4 separate regions of the Mus musculus genome follow, and regions 2, 3 and 4 are each linked to region 1. Evidence: chromatin contacts called from public Hi-C and promoter capture Hi-C data. All regions are on one chromosome and are shown on one strand. Each heading gives the region's core, a stretch centred on a gene start, on an enhancer-like site or on the middle of the called end of the contact. The rest is flanking DNA. Distances are from core to core; before and after follow the strand shown. Region 1 holds the start of Spon1 (spondin 1, (f-spondin) extracellular matrix protein). Region 2 holds the start of Pde3b (phosphodiesterase 3B, cGMP-inhibited). Region 3 holds the start of Calca (calcitonin/calcitonin-related polypeptide, alpha). Region 4 holds the start of Calcb (calcitonin-related polypeptide, beta).

Evidence for each region. Promoter capture Hi-C pulls out the DNA fragments that hold promoters and counts their contacts. A called contact is a pair of places that touch in the nucleus more often than the background predicts.
Region 2: a contact with region 1 is called in a Hi-C map of embryonic stem cells, with 2.7 times the contacts expected there. The contact joins the promoter of Pde3b here to the promoter of Spon1 in region 1. A contact is called at or near these places in 1 of 39 promoter capture datasets (liver), 2 of 484 Hi-C or Micro-C datasets (both in embryonic stem cells) and 1 of 115 datasets of contacts at active chromatin or transcription factors (large pre-B cells).
Region 3: a contact with region 1 is called in a promoter capture Hi-C map of embryonic stem cells, with 2.9 times the contacts expected there. The contact joins the promoter of Calca here to the promoter of Spon1 in region 1. A contact is called at or near these places in 5 of 39 promoter capture datasets (cranial neural crest, embryonic stem cells, liver and 1 more) and 1 of 115 datasets of contacts at active chromatin or transcription factors (large pre-B cells).
Region 4: a contact with region 1 is called in a promoter capture Hi-C map of embryonic stem cells, with 11 times the contacts expected there. The contact joins the promoter of Calcb here to the promoter of Spon1 in region 1. A contact is called at or near these places in 9 of 39 promoter capture datasets (the C10 cell line, the HPC-7 cell line, embryonic stem cells and 3 more).

The regions. Positions count from the first base shown.
Region 1 is chr7:113,764,712-113,767,411 of GRCm38.p6, reverse strand. Spon1 (spondin 1, (f-spondin) extracellular matrix protein) reads right to left here and starts at 1,414. Exons shown (of 16, transcript NM_145584.2): 1 at 846-1,414. The coding sequence starts at 1,083.
Region 2 is chr7:114,413,981-114,416,680 of GRCm38.p6, reverse strand. Pde3b (phosphodiesterase 3B, cGMP-inhibited) reads right to left here and starts at 1,427. Exons shown (of 16, transcript NM_011055.2): 1 at 219-1,427. The coding sequence starts at 1,130. 4933406I18Rik (RIKEN cDNA 4933406I18 gene) reads left to right here and starts at 1,520. Exons shown (of 4, transcript NR_029437.1): 1 at 1,520-1,818.
Region 3 is chr7:114,634,908-114,637,607 of GRCm38.p6, reverse strand. It overlaps Calca (calcitonin/calcitonin-related polypeptide, alpha), which reads left to right and starts at 1,251. Exons shown (of 5, transcript NM_001033954.3): 1 at 1,251-1,396; 2 at 2,387-2,481. The coding sequence starts at 2,396.
Region 4 is chr7:114,717,282-114,719,981 of GRCm38.p6, reverse strand. It overlaps Calcb (calcitonin-related polypeptide, beta), which reads right to left and starts at 1,339. Exons shown (of 5, transcript NM_054084.2): 1 at 1,260-1,339; 2 at 152-247. The coding sequence starts at 240.

The DNA of each region.
Region 1 (2,700 bases), core at 165-2,664:
ATCGCCCACCTGCTTGTACTGCCTTTCCCTGTGCTCTGAGCCCTACTCTCTACTGAGCTGCGTAAAGCTGGGCATCCCCAGGGCGCACAGCGTCTAGGCCGCCAGAATCAGAATCGCGTTCTGGGAATCCTGGGTCTGTTTTCTATCGTCACATTCCACCTTCCATTGAGAGACTACCCGTGTTGGGTTGTTTGTTTGTTTGTTTGTTTGTTTGTTTTTGAGGACCCTATTGCCATTGAAACCTGTCCTGGAAATCCAAGGGTCTCTGTCTTCTCCTGGGACATAAGAGAGTAATTCGGGGATCTTTCTGTGGACCCTTCAGGTTCCTCCTTCCCCTAACCTGAGACTGGTTAGGGACCCATCCAGGAAGTGAGAGTCCTGCTTGATCTAGAAGCTGGTATCTCTCCTTCGAGGATGAAAACCATGGGAAGAGATGCCCTACCTGGGACCCACCTGAGAGTACCCTCTTCCCCAGAGAGCGATAAGGAGAAATGTGTGTGTGTACTTCACTCTCGCCAACAGCTGGAGCGAAGTCGGGCTCCCTCCCAGCCAGGCTGGTGTGATGTGTGGCTCGGCTGTATTCCCCGGCTCGGGAACCCTGCGTTGGAGACCGGGGCTGTCTCTCCTGCCTGTAGCCTCCCCGACGGCCCCCTCCTCCCCCGACACTGTCTTGTTGGGTATAGTATAGAGCTGGCAGCTAAGGGGCTCAGGGCAGCCAGGTCACGGCCCCGGGCTGGGATGCGCAGACGTGGTACACTCGGGGACTGCGCTCCCGGCTCCAGCCTTGCTCGGGTCAGTGCCCTAGGGGTTCCTAGATCTCCGGTCCCCAACGCCATTCCACTCACCTCGGTAGCTGCTTCCTGGCTTATAGAAGTCAGGGTCGCCTTCCACGCGGAGGCTGAACTCCGTGTATCCCTCACGCCGTGTGCCCTGGGCGCGCAAGATGCGGCTGCAGTAGCCCTCCGACTTGGTCACTTTGTCCAGGGTCTCATCTGAGAAAGCTAGCGCTGCGGCCAGGGGCAGCGCGAGGGCCAGCAGCGCCGGACCCCGGCTAAGCCTCAGGGACACGGGAGACAGCCTCATCCTCGAGGGCCCCCCAACTTTATGCGGATGTTGCAGACCCTGTCAGGACACTCCTGCTCCAAGTGACGGGAGCTGCAGAGGCGAAACCTGGAGGAGCCCGGGTGGCGCTGGCGGTGGGGAGACCGTGCCCGCCTCGCTTTGGCGGCTGCGGAGCTGCGCTGCTCTGAGCGGAGCCGAGCAGCGGAGCTGAGGGGCGGGCGGTGGCGAAGGAGCGCGAAGAGGGAGGGCTGATTTGCGCCCGGATCCCCCAGCGCAGTGCTGTTTTGTTTCTGAGCTGGCGATTAGCGGGCGCTCTGGTGTTTGTTTTGTGAAGCTGGATTCCCAGGGTCTGGTGGGAGAGAGCCGGGATACGCAGACACGTGCTGGCTCAATCTACCCTGCCACCAACGAGGCTGCTTCCTCGGTATCCAGTTCCAGCTTGGGTCCTGTGGACCACAGTGCTCTGAGGAGGGAAAGCCTGCCAACTTAACTTTTGTTGCAAACCTACTCAGTGCCAGGCTGCGCTGCTGCAAGGTTTCCCCGCGGCGGCATCAGTCTACCACGTGCACTAGCGCCACACACCGTAATCATTTATTTATAGACAAGCAGATCCCCGCAGGCCACCTTTGCTGTGCTGGCCCGCTGCCTCTTACCAGGCCACCATATAACATATCACGCTAGAGGACCAGCAAGGAGCCCGAGACTTAGGCCCTGAGAGCAGCTGGCACAATGCCTTGGCCATAATTTTGAAGATTTTTTAAAATGTTTTTCTTTTAAAACAAGAGGAAAAGTTACTATTGAAGAAAATATTTTTTGCTACATATTAGTTTATTCAGCAGTGTATCTAAGCAATCATAAACTGTGAGGTTTTAAGAAGGAGGGGGCTTACAAAAATAAGTGTCTATTGCTTAGGAGCCTGGCCATTTTGAAATGTTCAAAGAAGGGCCTGTGTTTTCTTGGCTTAGATATTTAGTTCAGGCTCTTAGCCTCCAGGGACAGGTTTTTGGGAGAGGCCATAAGCCGGAATCTCTCTCAATGTCTCTCTGCCTCAGCCTTGTCATTTATCCATTGTGAGGTTAGGTCAGACATCCTTTCCAAGCGTGTTCCCTGCCCAGGAAGCATGGGGCAGGAGCGGGCGGCAGCTATTGAACCAGAGCTGTGTATGCCGAAATTTGGCAAAATCTCTCATGTGGAATACTTTGCCTCAGGAGACACCCTACTTGAAGATACCTGAATGCCATTGCTGCACACAAGCCTCCCCTGCCCCCAATGCCCTGAAAGGCTGCATTATTCTCCTTTATTCTTCCCAGGGCCTTGAATACTTCTCAAGTGCCTGCATCTAACAAGCAGTTTCGTCCACTTTCCAGACTCGCCTTTCCTCTTCCTCTTAGATTACAAACAGCCCAATAGAGCCATCAATACTGGAAATTCCATTCCTCACCCCATCCACTAACCACTGATCCCTCAGTCCTATGGTGTGACTTGTACTACCACCGTCAACTGGATGCTATCTTTCAGAAGTCACTGAGGAATAAGCCTTGTGGAAGGCCTTGTGTACTTCTCAGCCTTAGGAGAAAGCATGAGAACTGGACCTCAGCCTCTGATCCAACAGACCAGCTCTCTCCTATGTGCATCTTC
Region 2 (2,700 bases), core at 178-2,677, 650 kb before region 1:
CACTCACTGGCTTCTGCGTTTTTTGACGAGCCCCTCATACTGGGGCAGCCTTTCCAGCGCAGACCACAGGTTGCTGCCCCTTGCTTTCCTCTGAGCGAGCCCACGCGCTTTCGCAGCTGCGCTCCTGCGCCGGGGACACGCAAGCGGTCCACCCGCGCTCCGCTTTCTCCTCCACCCCGCGCTCCTCTTCCCAGACCATGCCCGCCCAAGAACCCTACCTGTTCTCGGGAAATACAAGGCAACGACGGTCTCCTGAACATCTTGCCACTGCCATAGTAACCGGCTGCGCTTTCTCCCAGCGACACGCAGCTGGACCTCCTCCGGGGTCTGATCACAGGCACTTTTTCCTCCGCGGTACTCGCCGAGCGCGGCGGAGGGGAGGCTCCCCGGACGTGAAAGAAGTGGTCCAAGCCCAGGGCTAGCAGGCATCCCGCGCCCCCGACCAGGCACGACAGCAGAGGCCTGAGCGCGGGCGGCAGAGCCCCGAGGCCGGAGAAGGACACCCACCACACCAGGCCGGCGAAGAGCAGCACCAGGACGCCGTGCCGCAGCCTCACGCGGGGCGCGAGCGTCAGCAGCCCCACGCAGCTCAGCACCAGGCAGAGCCGGCCCGCCGCCGCCGGCTCCCCACGCAGCCACGACCACCACTGCCACGCCGCGAAGTCGCCCAGGTAGCAGCAGGCGGGCAGCGCCAGCAGCCACCAGGAGCCGGCGCCGCGGCCCGGGCCGCGCTGCGCGCGCGTCAGGAAACAGGTGAGGAAGAAGAAGGCACAGGCGATGCTGAAGAGCGGGCTGAGGCTGAGCGAGCAGGCGCTCAGCAGCGTCCGGAGCCCGGCTGCCGCGGCCGCCCAGCGCTCGGGCCTCGCGCCCAGCAGCGCGGCCAGGACAAAGGCGGCCAGGACGCCGAGCGAGAGGCGTGCCCCGGCGCGGAGCGAGGCCGCCGGCGGCTCCACGTTGCAGAAGCGGCAGAGGTGGAAGAAGAAGCTGCGCGGAGGGTCCTGCCGCAGCGGGCTCACGCAGCTCTTCACGTAGCCGTTGCGCAGGCTCTCGGGGGGCGAGGCGGCCGAGGCTGGCGGCGGCGGCGGGGACCTCATGGCTGGCGCGTCCCGCTCGCGCTCGTCTTTCCTCATGGCCCCGGGCCGCCGGGGGGCCGCTGGCGCTTGCCGACCCCGCGCCGCCCTCCGCGTTCTGGGCGCCCCGAGCTTCGCAGAGCGGTCACGGCTGCGCCCGCCGCCGCCACCGGCCGGGATCCCCGGCGCGCGGGCTGAGGGGCGGCGGCGTCCGCCTCATGCCGGCCACTGAGAGCGGCGAGAAGGGCTTCTTGGTGTCCCGGGACCGCCGCGGACGCCTCTTCCCTTTTCCCTCAAGCGCGGCTCGGGACGGGAGACGGCGGCGTCGCCTCCCAGCTCCCGCGCGCTGCAACAGTTACCTCACGGCCGCAGCCTGGTCCGTTGGGCGCGCGATCGGGCGCTCCTCCCCCGCGGCTGCCCCTGCCGGGCGCGCGCCCCGCCGGCGGCCCCGCGCGCTCCCGTAGCTCGGCCGGTCGCCACTGGGGCGGCCGCGGCCCGCGTCAGGATGCGCATCCGGGACCCCGCGGGGGAGCGCGCGCCCACGGCCCGGCTGGTCGCTCCAGTGAGACAGCCGTCGCGTCAGGCTGCCAGACTTGGACCCCTCGGGGAGCGCGCGCGGGCCACCGAGAGCTCCACTGCTGAAGTCGGAACCCCTACCCCCCGGACTGCCACAGAGCGGCGAGCTCTTTGGCAGATGGGAGGGACTGATCACAGTCCTGAGACGCCCCGAAGCACAGTCCCCTTTGAGGTAAGTCACATACAAGACCCACTCAGGTCACTGCGAGGTCTTGGGGAGACATGGACCCCAAGGGCAGTGCCTAGTGAGGTGAGAGCTCATGGTGTGCCCTCAGACTGTGAATGGAGACATGAAGCTGGAGGCTCAGCCAACACTGAGGCCAGACCAGAATGAAGAAACTCAACACTGTCAGTCACATCTGGCTTCCAGGGCAAGGGAGATTTGGGGCCCAGCAGCAGGCCTTGAATCCCTTCAGGGGCTCAAGGGAGGAGGACCCCTGGAGAGTGCACTCTGATAGCGAGCACGTCTTGCTGAAGAACCCTTTTCAGTGAGGCTAAGAACTAATATCCAGTCCTGTGATTAGCATCCTTGCCAGACATGCACTGTTTCACATAGACCTGCTGTCCCAAAGGTTCTTTCCAAGTGAGAGACTTGTTCTGTGCAACGGTGTGTTTTGTGGGGTGTGTTCTTTGGGGAAAGGAGGGAAGGGAGTCCCACAGTCCTAATACCACTATCAACTTGAATGGGGTTGGCCTTGAAAGAAGCCAATTATGTTTTCTGTGAAAGACCTGTGAAACTGGTACACTAGGAAAGACAAAAGTAGAAGTGATATTAGCAAAGACAGACGTAAAGGTTGGAGAAAAGAACTTTGCTGAATGAAAGGGATTGCCCTGGAATCCAACCAGTCATAACTGCCTTAGAAAGTGTAAACTGTTTCCCTCCACTGAAACTCCCTTCAACCTCATGACAGGCCTGCTTTTCTTAAAAAGCTAATTCCACATTTTTCCAGGGAGATGAGAAACCTTACTGTGTGGTAAATCCCACAAACAGACCTATTTTTCACCAATTAATCTAAGCCCATAGCCATGACCTAAAGCAGACCATTTTCATATA
Region 3 (2,700 bases), core at 2-2,501, 870 kb before region 1:
ATTTGAGAACCACTAAGGATGCTTCTGTGGGCCACAGAGACTGCTGAGTGGCTGTGCTTTCTGGAGAGGATGCCTTTTTGGAAAGAGCGGAGAGTCTCTGTGCCAGGAGAAGTGTGACTGGGAGCAAGTGTGAGGTTTAGGATGGGCAGCATCTCCGCAGCACTGTCAAGCCTGCCTGCTCTTTAGCTCTTCAGCTCAGGGATCTAAGGGTGGGGGTGAGAGGGCCTCCCACTCCACCCCCGGATCAAATACAACTGGAACATCTTGGCAAACAGCAGCAGGAAGCAAAAGGACAGCTGTGCAAATCCTTAGGCAGGCAGGCAGCCTAATGAGAAGTGATAGATAGCCAGGCAGGAGGAGAAAAAGATCTACAATGGAGACTTTGGAGGCATCTGGTTCTTCTTTGTACTTTCCCCACTACCCCTTCGTACCCCCTACCCCAAGCAGGACCCAGCTAAATACAACCCCTTCTCACACATGTGAGTGTGTTATCCAGCGCATTAGGAATGCCAAGCTGAATACAGATGATTCACACTGGAGAAAGAGAGATTTTATAGCCCAGAAAACACCAAGGTTTCTTTCTACAAGCAGGCCCTTCAAAGGGGGACTATGATACCCACTGAAAAGTTTAATATGTTGAGGTTTCATGCAGGCTTTGGGGGTCTTTTGGGGGGTGTCAGATTTTTGAGGATTTTTTTTTTCATTTTTCATTTTACCTGTGGCCACATAACCCCAAATGAGGCAGCTGCCACAAGCCTCGGGTCTAACTGAGTCCTTGTGTGCAGTACCAACACCTCTGACTATCTGCCTAAACCTGTGTGCCACGCTGCCAGAACTAGCCTTGCAGATCAAGAATTCATCCCTCAGGTGCACTAAACTATTCTAGATTAGGCACGGACTTAGGTGGGGGTGGGGGTACGATTAGAATCAGACATGCAGCAAGGAGTGCTTGAGATACTGGACTCTACTCTCCAAGATTCTGAGATTGGAGTCAGGAATATTCAAAGTCAAGAAGGAAAGAAGAGATGAAATTTATCTTGATGTCAAAAGGCCCTCCAAATTCCCGCTAATTTTAAGGGTGGCTCTCACTGATCCGTATCATCTCCCCCACTTCCACCAATGACCTCAATTTAAATTCAAATGGTGTCATCTTGCTAGATGCTCTGAGTTCTGGAAGCACAGAGGTGACGCAATCTGTCTGGGGCATGGGGCCCTTCCACCTATTGGCTGCCTGGAGCCCCGAGACCCCTCCCGACTCACCACGGCGGGAATAAGAGCAGCTGCAGGCGCTGGGAGGCACAGGAGCCACTGCCAGGATCAAGAGTCACCGCTTCGCAAGCACTGCCTGGCTCCATCAGGATCCCCGCAGGCTCAGCTCCAAGGCACCGCTCACCAGGTGAGCCCTAAAATTCCTGTTCAGGTGTGTAGTTCTACTTTTCTCTTCCTCTCCCTCTTCTCTCCCGCTCTCGCTGTTAGTCCTTGGTTTGTCTTTCCTGACAATCCCAGTCCCCGTTAGTCATTAGTCCTAGCGTGGTTCGTGTTAGATCCCGATCCAGATAGGTCCCTACAGAACTGGTCCGCAGAGCCTTCCTTCAGTTTCGCTGGAGCGCAGGCTCCAGTCTCACGTTTCTCTCTCTCTGTACACCTGATCCACCAATCTTGGGACGCTGAGCTCCTAGGCTTCACGCGCGCAGTCGGGCGTAGCTCTTCTTAGATGGTGCTTTCAGTATTCTCGTTTCCTGAGAAATTGGTCCTGAGTCCGAGCCTAGGGCCAATATGTAGCGAACAAGAGTCAGTTGCCGCAATTGCAAACCCCGATTTGGGACCCTGGGATTAACAGAGAAGTGTTTTCCACCTCAACTTTAGATTGGTTCTTGTAGGCAACTGAGTTGCCAGAGGGTGGAGCAGCTGAGCAGTGCAGCCGTCAGTTTCTCAGATTTCAAGGCAGAAAGATTCCCTCTCCATAGACTTTCTTTCTCACATTCTTAGGTGTCTGTAAAAAAACTCACAAAGAGAAGACAACTCTACACTTCCCTGTGGAGACAGATGTAGAGACAGGAGACACCTGGGATTCGTAGAATCCTTGAGACTGATCTCACCACCACCACTCCTTTACCACCACCACCACCACCACCACCACCACCCCCGACCCCCCGCACCCTCCCCCTCCTCCATCTTTAGGGCTAAGATTCTTTCCAAACCGTATAGGCTACATGCACACTGGACAATGAGGGAACAAAGATGATGAGAAATGTGGTTATCAGTATGAAGCCAAAATGTCGGGGAGTCACAGGCATAAGCACACAGAAAGCCAGGTCCATGGGCTTATAGAACCTTGAACTGATATAAATAAACAAATGAATAAATAGACATTCTTCTCTTGCAGGAAGGCATCATGGGCTTCCTGAAGTTCTCCCCTTTCCTGGTTGTCAGCATCTTGCTCCTGTACCAGGCATGCAGCCTCCAGGCAGTGCCTTTGAGGTACGTGTAAAGACAGGAGTCCTAGTGTCCTGGGACTGGCCAACTTCCTGTTAACCACAGAGTACCGAATGTTTAAAACCCAACTATCTGGTGGAAAAATATATACATGTACATAGACACACATGTAAGTTCACTATAAGCTTAAATTTCAAGTAGCCCTTTAACTAACAAAATGCTTTCACCACTTCCCCCCCATATTTAGTATCAAGAGTTAAACCT
Region 4 (2,700 bases), core at 90-2,589, 950 kb before region 1:
TAGGGGCGTAGCGGTCTGGTCATTAGGCCAGTTCCCACATGAGGGCGCTGAATTACCAATAACCAAGTAGGGCTACAGAGCCGCAGAGTTGACACACCCCAGGGGCAGCCGGAGGAGAGCCAGACTGCACTTCTGATTCAGGTTAATTTACCTGAAAGGGGCAGCCTGGAGGCTGCTGGCCAGGCACAGGACCCATATGCTGCTGAGAGCCAGAAAAGGAAAGAACTTCCAAAAGTCCATGATGTCTCTGTAAGAAGAGAAGAATGGTCCAATTGCTCAGGACTATAGACCCAGGTTCTATTTCTCCTACCACACTGCAGCTCTCAAAACGTGCAGTAGATGCAGTGTGGTGAGTGGCTTGATAGAGCAGAAACGAGTGGGGGAGAGTAGATGTGGTTTGCAGTTTCTGCTCGGTTTAAGAACAAGGAGGAGCTACCGGCACTCATTTGCCCCCAGCTTGCAGGAGAACACACGTGCCGCGCCCCTTTGGCTCTCATCTGTGAAGAAACCAAAAACCACCCAGAGATCCCTGCGCCTTGCTGTCCCGCTGCTAAGGATTTCTAACAGGTTGAAATTATTATAATCACCCTTTCTGAGAGGTTGCCCTGGGGAAGAAAGTTAACTTGGAACTAATCCCCCTCTCTCCATCTGCAGAGTTGGGAGATTTTTTTTTTTAAACTACCTCAGAACCGCAGATGAGGACTCCTCCTCCCCACAGCGAAGCGAGACCCACCTGCTTGCTGATAACCCCAGGAGGCTAAAGGCTGGAAACATCTGAGAGAAAAGATCAGTGCTCCCCAATCCCGAATCCAAGGAACTCTTTAACCTAAAACTGGTTAGGATGCGGCAAGACCACCTTCCCTCAAGGAGGGGGCACAGACGCGCCTAGATAGGGTCGCCCAGCTTCCAGTGCTGCTGAGTAGTCGTAGGGGTCCCACTTACTTTAGTTAAAAGAAAATGTCAAGACTGTACTTTCTGACAATGGCTGCAGGAAGGCGGAAATGTATGTGGAATGATAAGGAACCAGGACAGCAAAGGGATCCAAGTAGAGTGGGGTGTGGTGGCTTGCGCCTGTAATCCGCATCCTTAGGATGCTGAGAAAGGAGAACCTTAGCGTTTGAGACGAACCAACTTGAGCTATATAGTGGGTGCCAGGCCAACTTAGACTACAGTGTGAAATACTGCATTAAAAAGAGCAACCAAAAGGAAACAAACTAAAGGAGAGAGAGCTGTAGGCGTTGAGAAGTTAAGTTTCTCACCTGCTAGCCCGTGTTGGAACAGCGAGAGTGAAGTGTCCACTGCAGAAGAGCACACACACACGGCTGTAGGCGTCTTGTCCCCAGAGCCGTGGTCTCTTATTCTCGATCTTGAGGGTGTGGGGGGTCCGCAGTAGCTCTTCCACCAATCAGAGCTCTGACCGAGCTTCCATAACGTCATAGCTGGAGCTACTTACACTTCTGCAGGAGGGAGGCAGCAGTCCACTCCCTGTCTTTGAGGTCATTGCTGAGGAACCGGGTAGGAGTGGGAGTGGGGGTGGGGTAAGGATACAGAGAGGGTGAATTCGTCCAGAATGTGAGCAAACCTGAGTTTGACATCACGACCTCTTTAATACCTGAACTCCAGCCTACAACCTTTTGCTGCCCACTCCAATGGGGACCTGAACCTCGTAGCTGGACTCCCACGCAGGCTGAGTAGCACTCCCAGGTTCTAAAAGGACTTCAGTAGATACATCCACGATGATGACTGTCACAGGAAGAAGCGGGTCCTTGGATACATTAGGGTACTTCTGTCATACCTGTCCCAAATGGGCACTCTAGCAGTGCGTGCTTCCCATCACCTAATAAGGATAGAAACTAGAGAGTATTGTGGAGCAGCAGGCTAACAGACTGCACAGGGAACTGGGCTTTCTCCTCCTGTACCAGACCTTCCAAATCCTGCGCTATGGTTTTTACATCCCTCCCCCGCCCCCATTCAAATCCCCAGACCTCACACTGCTGTAGCAGTGTAGATTAAAGCACTTCCAAGCATCCCTGGCGGGTTTGCCTAGCAGGAGGCTGGCGCTCAGATGGCAGTTCCCTTCCCCTCCCCTGCATCTCCACCACCCCACTCTGCAGAGCTTGAGAGCTGAGCCAGGGTCCTGCACAGGCCACCTGAGCAACCCAGGGGTCAGCAGGGAACTTTCACACTCACTCAGCTGCTGGTTAAGCATCCATAGGTTCAGGCATCCGACAGCTGGCAGGTGACCTTTGGCATTAACACACCGTGTCACTGAGGAATACTCGGTTCACTTGCCTTCAGCAGAAGACTGTGTGCACGCACTAACCCAAATCAGTTGAGCTTTGGCCAAAAATAATCTCACATTTCTGCTTTCAGAATCAGGCATGAATTATGTGCACTGGGATAGGCACATCACCACTCTGGCCTAACCATGGGCATCACAAGTGCCCACCCAAGAAAAAGAACTGAGTATCTCCTGTTTTCCACGTCGCCCATTCTTCCAGGTGTGAGGAGAAGATACGCGGTGCTCAGCTACTAGAAAGTGAACTGACATCATTCCCAAGGCTTCAGGCTTTCCCTCTCCGCTGCTTGGTTGCAGCACAAGGACTCTCCAAGTGCCCAGCTTGCTGGGGGTTCCAGTAATGTGTGGAAAAGGCTATACCTGTGGCTTGGGAGATCCACACCTGGCCCTCAGTTTCTGAG